2 separate regions of the Cricetulus griseus genome follow, and region 1 is linked to region 2. Evidence: chromatin contacts called from public Hi-C data. All regions are on one chromosome and are shown on one strand. The core of a region is the stretch at or near the end of the contact, and the rest is flanking DNA. Distances in the headings are between cores, read along the strand shown. Region 1 overlaps Rad51b (DNA repair protein RAD51 homolog 2). Region 2 has its middle 20 kb from the start of Zfp36l1.

What was found. Hi-C and Micro-C count contacts between places; a contact is called where the count stands out from the background.
Region 1: a contact with region 2 is called in a Hi-C map of liver, with 5 times the contacts expected there. The contact joins two enhancer-like sites. A contact is called at or near these places in 4 of 8 Hi-C or Micro-C datasets (the CHL-YN cell line, the CHO-K1 cell line and liver).

Annotation. Positions count from the first base shown.
Region 1 is chr5:124,025,233-124,030,483 of CriGri-PICRH-1.0, reverse strand. The region is part of intron 8 of Rad51b (DNA repair protein RAD51 homolog 2); the gene reads left to right. Among named protein-coding and RNA genes, the nearest start is that of Rad51b, 310 kb to the left of the region's middle. Within about 2 kb of position 2,218, at least 1 of the 6 cell types and tissues checked has open chromatin away from gene starts, as enhancers often do.
Region 2 is chr5:123,502,266-123,508,013 of CriGri-PICRH-1.0, reverse strand. No RefSeq gene overlaps it. Among named protein-coding and RNA genes, the nearest start is that of Zfp36l1, 20 kb to the left of the region's middle. Within about 2 kb of position 3,238, at least 1 of the 6 cell types and tissues checked has open chromatin away from gene starts, as enhancers often do.

The sequences.
Region 1 (5,251 bases), core at 969-3,468, 520 kb before region 2:
GCAGTCCACTTCAGCAACTGCAAAGGAAAGATCACAGTGATTGGGGGTCACCTGCTGGCAGCCATGAGGTCCAGGAGCCTACAAAATTATTTTACTTGTAGCTATCAGTAATGTCTTTTTAAAAAATGAATTCAGTATCAGCCTTTAAATTTTAAGAAACTTCATATAAAATCCAGGCTTCTGGCTTTGTTTCAAAACTATAAAAACTGACAGCCTTATGTCACATTCCTGCAGAGTGACGATTCATAGAGCTGAGTAGTGGTTGCCTCCGTTAGGATGAGCATGCCATCCAAAATTTGCCGAAGTCTCTATCATTTCCTCTCTTTCTTACATTTGACCCACCACACTCAAATAATGTCATATGCCTTGTTGAATTTTAGAATATTTTTGCCCCAGCCAAGAAACCTTCATTCCATTAGCAGTGACTCTCTATTCCCTCCCTCCGTTCCTCATATCATCCTCCAGCCTCAGACTTCCAATCTTTTGTCTCAAGGGATGTGAATTATTTCTCTCTACTTCTAGCTATTAAAAAATATCACTACTGTGAGCATCTGTATACAAGTTTTTGCATACATACATGTCTTCATTCTGTTGGGAATATAGCTAGCAGTAGAATTACTGGATCACATGTTAACTCTGTAGTCTGACATGTTGAACAACTGTCAAATTGGTTTTCAAAGTGACCACATCATTTCACAACCACACCAACAATAGATGAGGGTTCCAGTTTCTCCATATCCTTCTTGACAAGTTTTACTGTTAATTTTATAGCTAATCTGCTTGTTATTGTAAGGTGATATTTCATTGTAGGGTCAACCAAAACATTTTTTCCTTTTTATACAAAATAGAATTTCTTAAATGTCATGAGGAAATGTTTCTGATAGATTGTGGTGACAGCTACTCATCCATGTAACTTTCAACCCTTAACACAAGATAACAAAATGCCATGTAATGTATGTCCCTGGGTTGTGGTCTGTGGAACACCTGCAATGAATTTCATCAGCTTTATGGGATACTTGTTACAAATTCAGATTCCTGGTCACACAGGATTCAGAGTATCTGGCATAGAATGTGATCTGTAGGAAGTTACATAGCATTGCAAAAATAAACAATGTGTGTAGACCAAAATAATAAGCCTATGATTTTTCATCTTTCTATTTATGTGGTGAATTACACCAAAATGGCTAAAATGTCACAGTGGAAAGACCAAGTCCTTTGTGAGTACAGTATACTTAAAGGGGGCAGGGAAACAAAATCTTTAAAATGGCTATACTGTTTCTGCATAGTGGTATGGGAGAATTGGACATGTTGACATCTATAGTCCTTTTCAGCTATAATGAAGTTGTAGCCAGACAAAAGTTGTAACTCTTGTTAGAAAACACTGGTTCTGAGGGACTTTTTGTACCTTAACAACAACAAAATAAAAATTTTCTGAATAGTCATGACACCTGAGACGTCATGCTGATGGATCTGACCACACAGATGACAAAAGGGCATCCCTGACCTTGTGGAATCAGGTCTCCTGGGAAAGATTCCATTGTATATATTCCATATACAATATAATTCTTATCTGAAGAAAATCTCTGTAACTCCCTCTGTCTCATCCCTTGGGATCACCTCACAGGTGTGGGTGGATTTGTATTCTTCCTATGACTTTTCCCATCCAGTCTCCTCTTCCTTGATTTTTTTTCTGTGATTTTCTTTCTGAGGATGCCATAGACAGCACCACAGCCACTTGGTGGTGTTGAGTCTGTGATCAACTCCCCTGTACCTGAAAGGTCACAGTCTGGCCATAAGGGCATCCACAAAAGCACCTGGAAACAGAAAGACCTTTTCCAGCAGTCCTGTCCTATCTGTCCTTGTCATTAGAGGTGGTTTTTAGGGCCCCTTATTATTGCAGATATCCAATCTTACAATGATAAAGATGATCTCAGAGAACAAGCCTTATTGAGTATATTGGGGGCTACATTCTGAGGCTATTGCACCTGTGATAAGTATGTGACTTAGAAGGCACCTTTCACCCCAGGATCTGGAAACCTTTAACAGTTCCTGTTCCACATATGACCGCTGGGGAAGGTGCAGCCAGTAAACAGGAACATCTGGGCATCTCTCTCTGCCAAGGGAGTGTGAGAGAAAAGGAAGAGGGCATTCATGAGCAGCCTGAGCTTTTCTCCTTAGGCCAATATGACTCAAAGCCCATGTGAGTGACCAGAGTACTGCAGTATACAAATAAGTAATGCCTTTTACTCATCTATCATGCCATTGTGAGTGCTCACTCATAAGCTGTTGGGAGGTGAAGTGACAATAAAGGACAATTATTTCCCTAACTCAAGGACTGACCAAAATTTCAACTGACATAGGACCTTGCTCTTTTGGGTGAATCACCAGTTCAAGATCAAGTTGGGCTAAGTGTGTAGGTCATTTGGTAGCGTGCATGCCTAGTATGTGTGACCCCCTCGGGTTTGATCCCCAGTGTCACAGAAACTGGGTGAGGTAATTCATGCCTGTTCTCTCAGCACTCAGGAGATGGAGATAGAAGGAGCAGAAGTTCAAGGTCACCCTTGGTTACATAGTGAGTTAAAGGCCAGCCAGGGCTACATGAGACCCTGACTATCCTCTCAGGGAAGCAGGCTCTCTTGTCACCCATCTCAACTGACAGGTAATTTCTGGCTTAGCAGCATTAGTCCGTGGAACTTTGGCTCGAAGGTTTTGTTTCTCAAGAATTCTAGAATTGTTTGATATTTTTCCAGCTTAAGTAGGGAATGAAAAAGAACCAGCACTTGTTTTCTCTCAGGCATTGTGCATCAGGTTAAATTAAGAGGAAACTAAATTCATACAGATGCATCTTCAGAAAGCTTGAGGGAGCTGCTAGTCATTTGTGTATGTGTGTTCTGTTATCCATGAACTCTGCCTACACTGTGTGGTCTTTCAACCTGGTTATCCACCAACACCTACCCTGAGACTCTCTTTGCCTTTCAGTGTAAATGTTGTCCTGGTACCCTAAGAAACCCAAAACGCATGTGTTCTTCCCACTCGGAAGCTGCTACACAGACTGCTTTTCCTCTTTGCTTTTGGTTTTCTTCTCTTTGTTGAGAGAAAAATTCTTGATGATCTGTTCTCATTGTCAGCTGCGTCATCATGATAAGATGTTTGGCTTTATCCTTTTGGTTCAATCTAATGAATGTAGGCATCATTTATATTTAAATTCCTCTAGTTCCCAGACTTTAATTTTATTTTTAAAGTATGTATTTATGTATTTGTGCCTGATGTATGTATAGCGATCACAGGACAACTTTATGAAGTAAGATTTCTCCTCCCTCTTTTATTTGGGTTTCCAGCTTATAAAGCAAATGCCTTTACTGCCTGAGCCACCTCACTTTCCCTTTGGTTTTATTTGATTTTACTTTTGAAATCATATTTATTTGTGTGCGCATGTGTGGAGATCAGAAGACAATTTTCAGGAATCAGTTCTTTCTTTCTACCATGTAGGTCCAGGGGTCAAACTCAGCTCATCAGGTTGGGTGGCAAGCAGCTTTACTCACTGAGAAGGTCACCAACCCAGATTTTATTGTTAATGTTGAATTTCTGTTTCAGTTCCCTATCCCTACGATAGACAGAGTGGCCAGTATGTTTTTTCCCTTACATTTCCAAGATCATCACATGACTCCTGCTCAATCATATCCCTCCACATGAACTCTAGAGTTCATACCTCACCTTAGCTTTTGGGAATAATGCAACCTTGGGCTTGCACTGCCTTGGTTTCCCCATCTGAGGGCACTTGTGAGTTGTTAAGAGGTTTAATGCCAGGCAGTATCCTTCCTGTCTCAAGCTTCCCTGTGTGGGTCCACCAGAACACAGCTGTCAGTTCAGTTTCTCTCCTCATCGTCCCTGCAGCTTCTCTGGTTTCCACCACTTGTGCCTTGGTATCTGAGGCCCTTCCAGGCAAGTCCACACTGCTCTTTCTAGACCTGTCACTCACCACACCCCAACACCAACCCTTGTCCTCCAGCCAGCCCAGACTAGTCAACATTCCTACCAAGGCATTTACTTTCTTCATTTGGCTCAGCCCATGGTGCTTGCACACAATTAACTTTTATTCTTGGCCCATCAAAACCCCAGCACACAAGGTTCCCACCTTAGCCATCCTAACCAAGGATCCCTTGATGGATTAGTAACCTAAACATCCTAATTGTCTTTACTGAGATGGTACTTATCATGCATTATCTAGAAACAGAGGATGTTAGCATACTTGGTTTCCGCTTTAAGGTTGTGAACCTCTTCTTGAAGGCAGGAAGTACACTTTCTCTTATGTGTGTGCTCAATAAATATTTTCAAATAAATGAATAAATTAGCTTTGTTCTCTCAGTTTGAATCCAACAGCTTCCCCTAATGACCAAACCAAGGAAGGTAGATGATGTAATCACCAGGATTTAGCACTACTTACTTGCTTACTCTTCCACTTTCTCTCTTTGAAATGGAGATCTCACTACACTGCCCAAGCTGATCTCAAACTGTTGAACTTAAGCAATCCTCTTGCCTCAGTTTCCTGGTATATTGTACACATGTACCACTCCATCTTTATAGCTACACACATTTTTGATTACCTGATAGGTATTAGAAATTGTGATATTTGGTGGGGTTAAAAATACTTGTGGTCCAATTTACTAATTCTTAGGTACTAAGCACCATGCTAAATTAGTATTTTTTGTACCATTGCAAGTAATTCTCATGGCAAACGCCTGTGGTTATTATTTTATTATCATTATTATGTATTTGGTAGGTCAAAGAAGTTAATAAATTGCTTAAAGCCACCCAAATAGACAATAATGGAATCCCTTAGTTACCCTTGAAGGCTCTGACTTTGGGCAAGATGATGGCCCTCCAAACCTAAGGTTAACCCTATTCCTAATACTTGACAGAAAATCCTTCCTCTGCAGGGTCTGGCCATGCATTATGAAAATGTTCCAAATTTTCAGACAGACTGTCATTATATAGCATTTGTCGGTCTAGAGTTACTCTATAGCCCTGCTTAGCTTCAAACAGACAATCCTCCTGCCCCCCACCTTTCAAATGCACCTCCATGCCTGTAAGATGTAGTCTTTAGAATTACTTACAATCGTAAAGCTGGGAATATTTATACCAGACAAATCAGTACTGGTTGCCTTCTAGTGATTCAGTGCTTTAAATGATAATAATGACAGTTCTTTTCTTCCTTCCCTCCTTCCTTCCTTCCTTTCTTGATGTAGCTAAT
Region 2 (5,748 bases), core at 1,989-4,488:
CCTCCCCAGAGAAGCCTTTGGTCTAGAACATGTCACCCAGGAGGATGGGAGCTTTCCCTCTGGCTGAATGAGCTGGGGGTGGATGAATAGGACACTGCCTGCTCTGAGCCAGGGCTTTGAATGACACATGCACCCCAGCCCCCACAAAGTAGAGCCATACAGATGAACTCATCCCTAAAGGCTGGATTTGGGGTATACTGAAAGGGCTGCCCTGGCTGGCAAGCAAGGCATGAAGGCCTCCACACAGCAGGGGGCAGTACAACACACCTTCAAGAACAGGAGGGATCACCCAAAGGGCCTAGTGACCTGGCCAGAGACGTGCTTTCACAGTCAGTAGCCATGGCAGCATAAAGAGGCTGCAAGAGGCCTCCACAACCATTTTAAAAGTTTTTGCCACTTGCCTCAGGCCACACGGCAAATGGGATCCTGAAATTCTGCTTGTGACTTCAGGCGAGGAACCTGCAAGTGAAAAGATAAAGGGACCGAAGCAAAGGTACTGCAGATGAAGCAGCTGTGTCTGAACCCCCGCTCTGAGGCCTGATGCCAACCAAATGAAGGGATGAGGGATGCAAAATTTGCTTTATATCCCATCTTGCCTTACAACCACTGTCCCAGAGCCTAGAGAAGGCAAGATGGAAGGGCCACCACAGTTCACCCCTCTCTCTTCTTGTTGCCTCCCCTAGTGTGGGGAGAAAGCTAGAAACTCACAGCACAGCTAGAATAGTCTCAGAAAGCCCCTGGGCTTTGAGACCTATGCAATGCATCCCTGAAATTATCCTAAATTCCTAAACTCCTGGCTCCAGGGAAAGCAATCTCCAAGAGATCTTGAGAGCAAGGGCTGAGGGTGCAGGCTTGGTAGTCAGAAAGCGAGACTTCAAACTCCACCTCTGCTATTAGCTTAACACTGGCCAAGGCGTTTAAGGCTGCTCATTTCTGTAAAGTAAGCCTGATCTTTGCCCTACAGGTAAAGCTGTTGCTTAGAATAATAAAAAATCCTCAACAGGCTCAGCCAGAGCCCCTAACCCAATGGGGACTATGAATGCTGACTGCATGGAGTTCTGGAAGAAATAAACACACTAAAGGCAGCTGAAGGAAGCAGAGTGGTAGGCACAGAGTACTGCTTCCAACTCAGGCCCCAAACCCCAGACACTTGTGCCTATATCCATCAGAATACAGTTCCTAGAAACCACCAGGCTAAAAAGGCTGCATGAAGATCCAATGGCAGTGAACTTGCCTTTTTTTTTTTTTTTTTTTTTTTTTTTTCACATTGGGTTAGAATGGAAAGGGGACTTTGTGGGTTTTCTGTGAGACAATCTAAGCTAGGCTAATTAAGTACATGGCCAGAAGCAAAAAGGCAGGTGCCTGTGGGGGACATTCCCATATGGACATACCTAGGGACAGACAGCCACCGTTTACTGAGGCCATATCAACCCCAGAGGTGTGAGGCTTGCAGACTGGGGATTCCCCAGCGAGGAGGAAAGAGTTAAGCTGCTCTGGGCTGGGAAGGAGGGAGGGCTCAGCAGCTATAAACAGTGAGCCCTGAGAGGGAGGGAGTTGACAGGATGTGGCCAGGGCTTGAGCTGTCTGATTATTAACTTCACTTTTATTTAGAGGGGGATTCATTCTGTTTTATGTCCCATCAAGGAAGTGAAAGCCCAAATCTCAGAGGGGCCTGGTTGCAAATTGTTTTATCACAGCTCATTTATTTTTCCCCTTAAATAAATAAACAAAATCAACTCTGTTTTCCCCTCAGTGAGCATTCAGAAAATCACCTGTGGCCAAGGCTTGGATGGAAGCGGCTCCCAGGAGCCCTTCATGGGAGGACTCCGGCCTCATCTTTTCAAAGGAAGAAAGGGGGCTCTTTCCTATGGCACCAGTCTTCTTCAAGCTGCCACAAGCTATTCTTTCCTGCCTCCTCCTGTCACCTCAGCCTACACCTCAAGTCTCAACCTTCCTAATGCTTCAGGCCCTTTTAATACAGTTTCTCATGTTGTGGTGACCCCAACCATAAAACTATTTTCATTGTGACTTCATAACTGTAATTTTGCTACTGTTATGAACTGTAATGTAAATATCTGTGTTTCCCTGTAGGTGACACAAATGACTGAAGGGGTGGAGACCCACAGATTGAGAATCATTAGCTTAGTCTTCAGCCCAGGCCTTATAGAGCAGCACAAAGGCTTTCTGAAAGATTCATCGTCTTCTCGGCCTGCTTCAGACCTATGGTTCTGGTTCCTACAGCACCCTGACATTTCTATCCAAAATAACTTTCAGTAGTCAAACACACAAAAGGATTCCATCCCAGGGTTTAAGAAAACACCATTACATCTTCTTTTGTTCAAAACATACGAGAACCTTGCCCAAATACTATGCCCAAATCCAGATTAAAACCCACTCAATCACTTGGTAATTCTCTTGCAGGTACCCTTTCCTGCATGACTTACAAGGAAGACCAATTTCATGATGGGCCTGACACTCAAAAGGGGAGGGTGCGGCCACAAAGACTAAGGAGTGGAGGCCCTGATGATGGTATGTAGATGGGTCAGCCAGAGAGAGACAGATTCACTTGAAACAAAGGGGGAAATTAGGGAAGGCTTCCTGGTGGGTCTGATATTTAAGACAGACCTTGAAGAATTGACAGAAGAAAGAATATTCTAGAACATGAAAGCTACAACCGATTGAAAACCCATGTGTAAACTATGCAGCCAGGAGGAGCAGTGTGGGGTCCTCTGCTCCTCAGATGGCATCAGAATGATTGAGAAACTGGTAATGAGCTGGCCGCTTACAGCACTGGGGCAGCCAGTCCTTGACCCTGGGTTGGCGTGACCCGAGGGCATCCACTGGAATACCACCTTGTCTCGGACCCTGATCCTGCCTGATGATCACTCTGACCCACTTCAACCACCTGAGACTTTACGCTCTTTGAATATAGGGCAAAAAGAACGAGGAGGCGACTGGAACAAATCCAATCAATGACCGAAGCGCTCGCCCGGCCTGCTAATGGCTAACTGACAGCATTTCCAAACACCCCGAGGAACGTGCCAGGGCCTCGGGTTTTCTGCCCATTCTTAGACATTCCTCCCCAGGCCCATGGCTCTTCGCTTTCCAAAGCCCGGGCCTGCCGCGGGGCTCGATGGTCGGACTCCTGGCCGCGCCCAGAGCGGCCAGGAGCGGGTTAAGGGCACCAAGATGGCCGGCTTGTTTTGCTCGCCCAGGCATCACGCGGAGGCTTGCCCTTTGCCTCCGGGGCCGCGGTCAAGGTTCCGCCGCCCTCGCTGGCACCCAGCCCGTCCGAGCCTCCTCCCCTGGTCCCGCAACCTCGCGAACCTTCTGGACCTAGGCGCGGCGGGGCGACCTACACGGAGCTTTGGGGCCGCTGCCGGCCCTTCGGCATCCCGGAGCGTCTGCGGCCCCGGGCGGCGGCTGCTGACAACGGTGGCCGCCCAGCCGCTCTCCCCCAGCAGGCCTCCCAGGGCCTTTCCCGCCGCGCAGCGGGCGATGGGCGTGGCAACAGTGCCCTCCAGTGGCCAGTGTGACGAACAGCACGTGAGGGACCCTCCAAACTGGGCTCAAAGAGCTGGGGAAGTGCTTTGTAGATGGTTCTCCAACTTGCGTGTGCAACACACTTTCCTAGGCAGCTCATCCCAAATCTGCTGCTGGCCGCTTGGTGCTGGAACCACCACCAGCTCTGCTCGCTTACCCAGGCTGGGAGTCGATCATCCACTCCAGTATACAATATGCCCAGCAGACAAAGTACAGAGGATAAACTGTGACCCTGACAAAGTTCCCACCCATTCGGTACTCAGCAGAGAGGACATGCTTGTTTAAACACTCTCATAAATCTAAGACTGCGCTTGAAAACTTTAAATTTTATTTTGTGTGTATGGGTGTTTGCCTGTATGTATTTCTGTGTACCGTATGTGTGCAATGCACTCTGAGGCCAGAAGAAGACTTCGAATCCCCTGGAACTGAAATAACAGATGGTTGTAAACTATCATGTGAATGTTGGGAATTGAACCCGGGTCCTCTGGAAGAGTGGCCACTGCTCTTAATTGGGGAGCCATCTCTCCAGCCCCTTGAAAAAGTTTTAATACCAAACTCGGGTCATGAAGCTTGTGCATCACCGTTACCAGTTGAACCATCTCACCGGCCCCAGTTTGAAAAAGTTTCCAAATTCCTATGAAGGGAAACATTAAGGCATTCAAAGATGACATATAAATAGGGAACTACAAACAGTCCCCAACTTACGATGATTTCACCTTTAAGGTGGTACAAAAATAATTTGCATTCAGTAGAAACCACAAATGATTTTTTAAATTCTGGGTTCCCCCCTGGACTAGCAATAAACACAATACTCTTTTGCAGGAAGTTCCTACAGTCACAAGTGAAAAACAACCTGTGGTCTATGGTGTGTTGTGTTGCTAAGTGGCAATGTTCAGTAAGTTAAGGTAGTGAGTGCACTTTTCACACTTCCTGGCATTTTCAGTTTTTCACGGGCTTGTTGGGACATGGCTTCACTACAAATCATCAAGGAGCATCTGTGATTTAAACTGAGGATGAGGAAGCTGTCACCAAAGGGCTTTCTGAGGAAATAATCAAGTGGAGTCTAGGAGGGGGGATTAGGAAGGTCCTGGGGAGAACCTAACCCAGTACCAGGAATGAGAGGACAAAGGCCGAAGAGAGAGAGAACGGGCAAAGTCCAGACATCTGGTACCCAGGGATCTCACTCTTCCAAAGGGATCCTGAATACTGAGATCTTAGCCACACCCAGGATGACATCTTGCCTTTAGGAACCCCGGCCACGTGCTCATGGATCATGAACTTCTCATGGAATCAGATTTGTTTAGGCCCTTCCTTGAAGCCTGGAGGAGAATCACATTTGATGGAATGAGTTGTGTCGGGCAGCAGTAAAAAGACAGCATGTCAACTACCCATCTGTGCATTCTATGCTTTGTCTAGGGCCCATTTCTTCAGGGGACATTGTTAAGCACCTGTTGTATACTTGGCACTCGTCTCTCAATTATGACATGTGAAGAGGGCCACGAAGGATGAGCCCACCCTGTCCTTGCCCTGCTGTTCCAGGCACGATAGAGGGCAGTCTCACTTCCCACCCCTCCTGTTTATTCACCTCCCCAATGAGCCCAGGGTACTCATACCAACTTGGAAAAGAGGATGGGGCAAGTGCCAGCCAGAGCCCCTTTGTTGTTCAGGCTTCGGCACAGAGGCATTTCCTAGCACAGTCCCTTTCTTCATTAGAAGAATGGAGGATTAGGATGTGTGTATTAGATGGTCCAGCTCAGCCCACCAGCACCCTGCTGTGGAGAAAGGAGAGAGGAGAGTTCCTGTCCAGGGCCCCTACCACTCCAGTGTTTGGCAGTCTTTGGGGGGTCAATGGACTCCAGGCCATTTGAGCTAAGGAGAACACATTTAAAAAAAAAAAAAAAAAAAAAAAACAACTTCCCTTTCCAATTCAAACCAGTTCAAGTCAGCTCCTGATTCTGTGTTGTCTCCAGCAAATGTCGTAATCTCTCCGAGCCTCAGTTGCCTCATCTGGGAAATGGGAAAACACAGCATTCTGCCTCGTCGGAAGATTCCGAAGATTAGTAATAACAGCCATCACTTCTCTGGTGCTGACACCGTGCCAGGCACTCGGGGCTTCTCATGAGGTCATGTGTGGAAGCGCTGGCCTCTGGCCAGCCAGGAGTCAAGCCCCATCATGGGAGCCACGGGTGCAATTTCACAATAGAG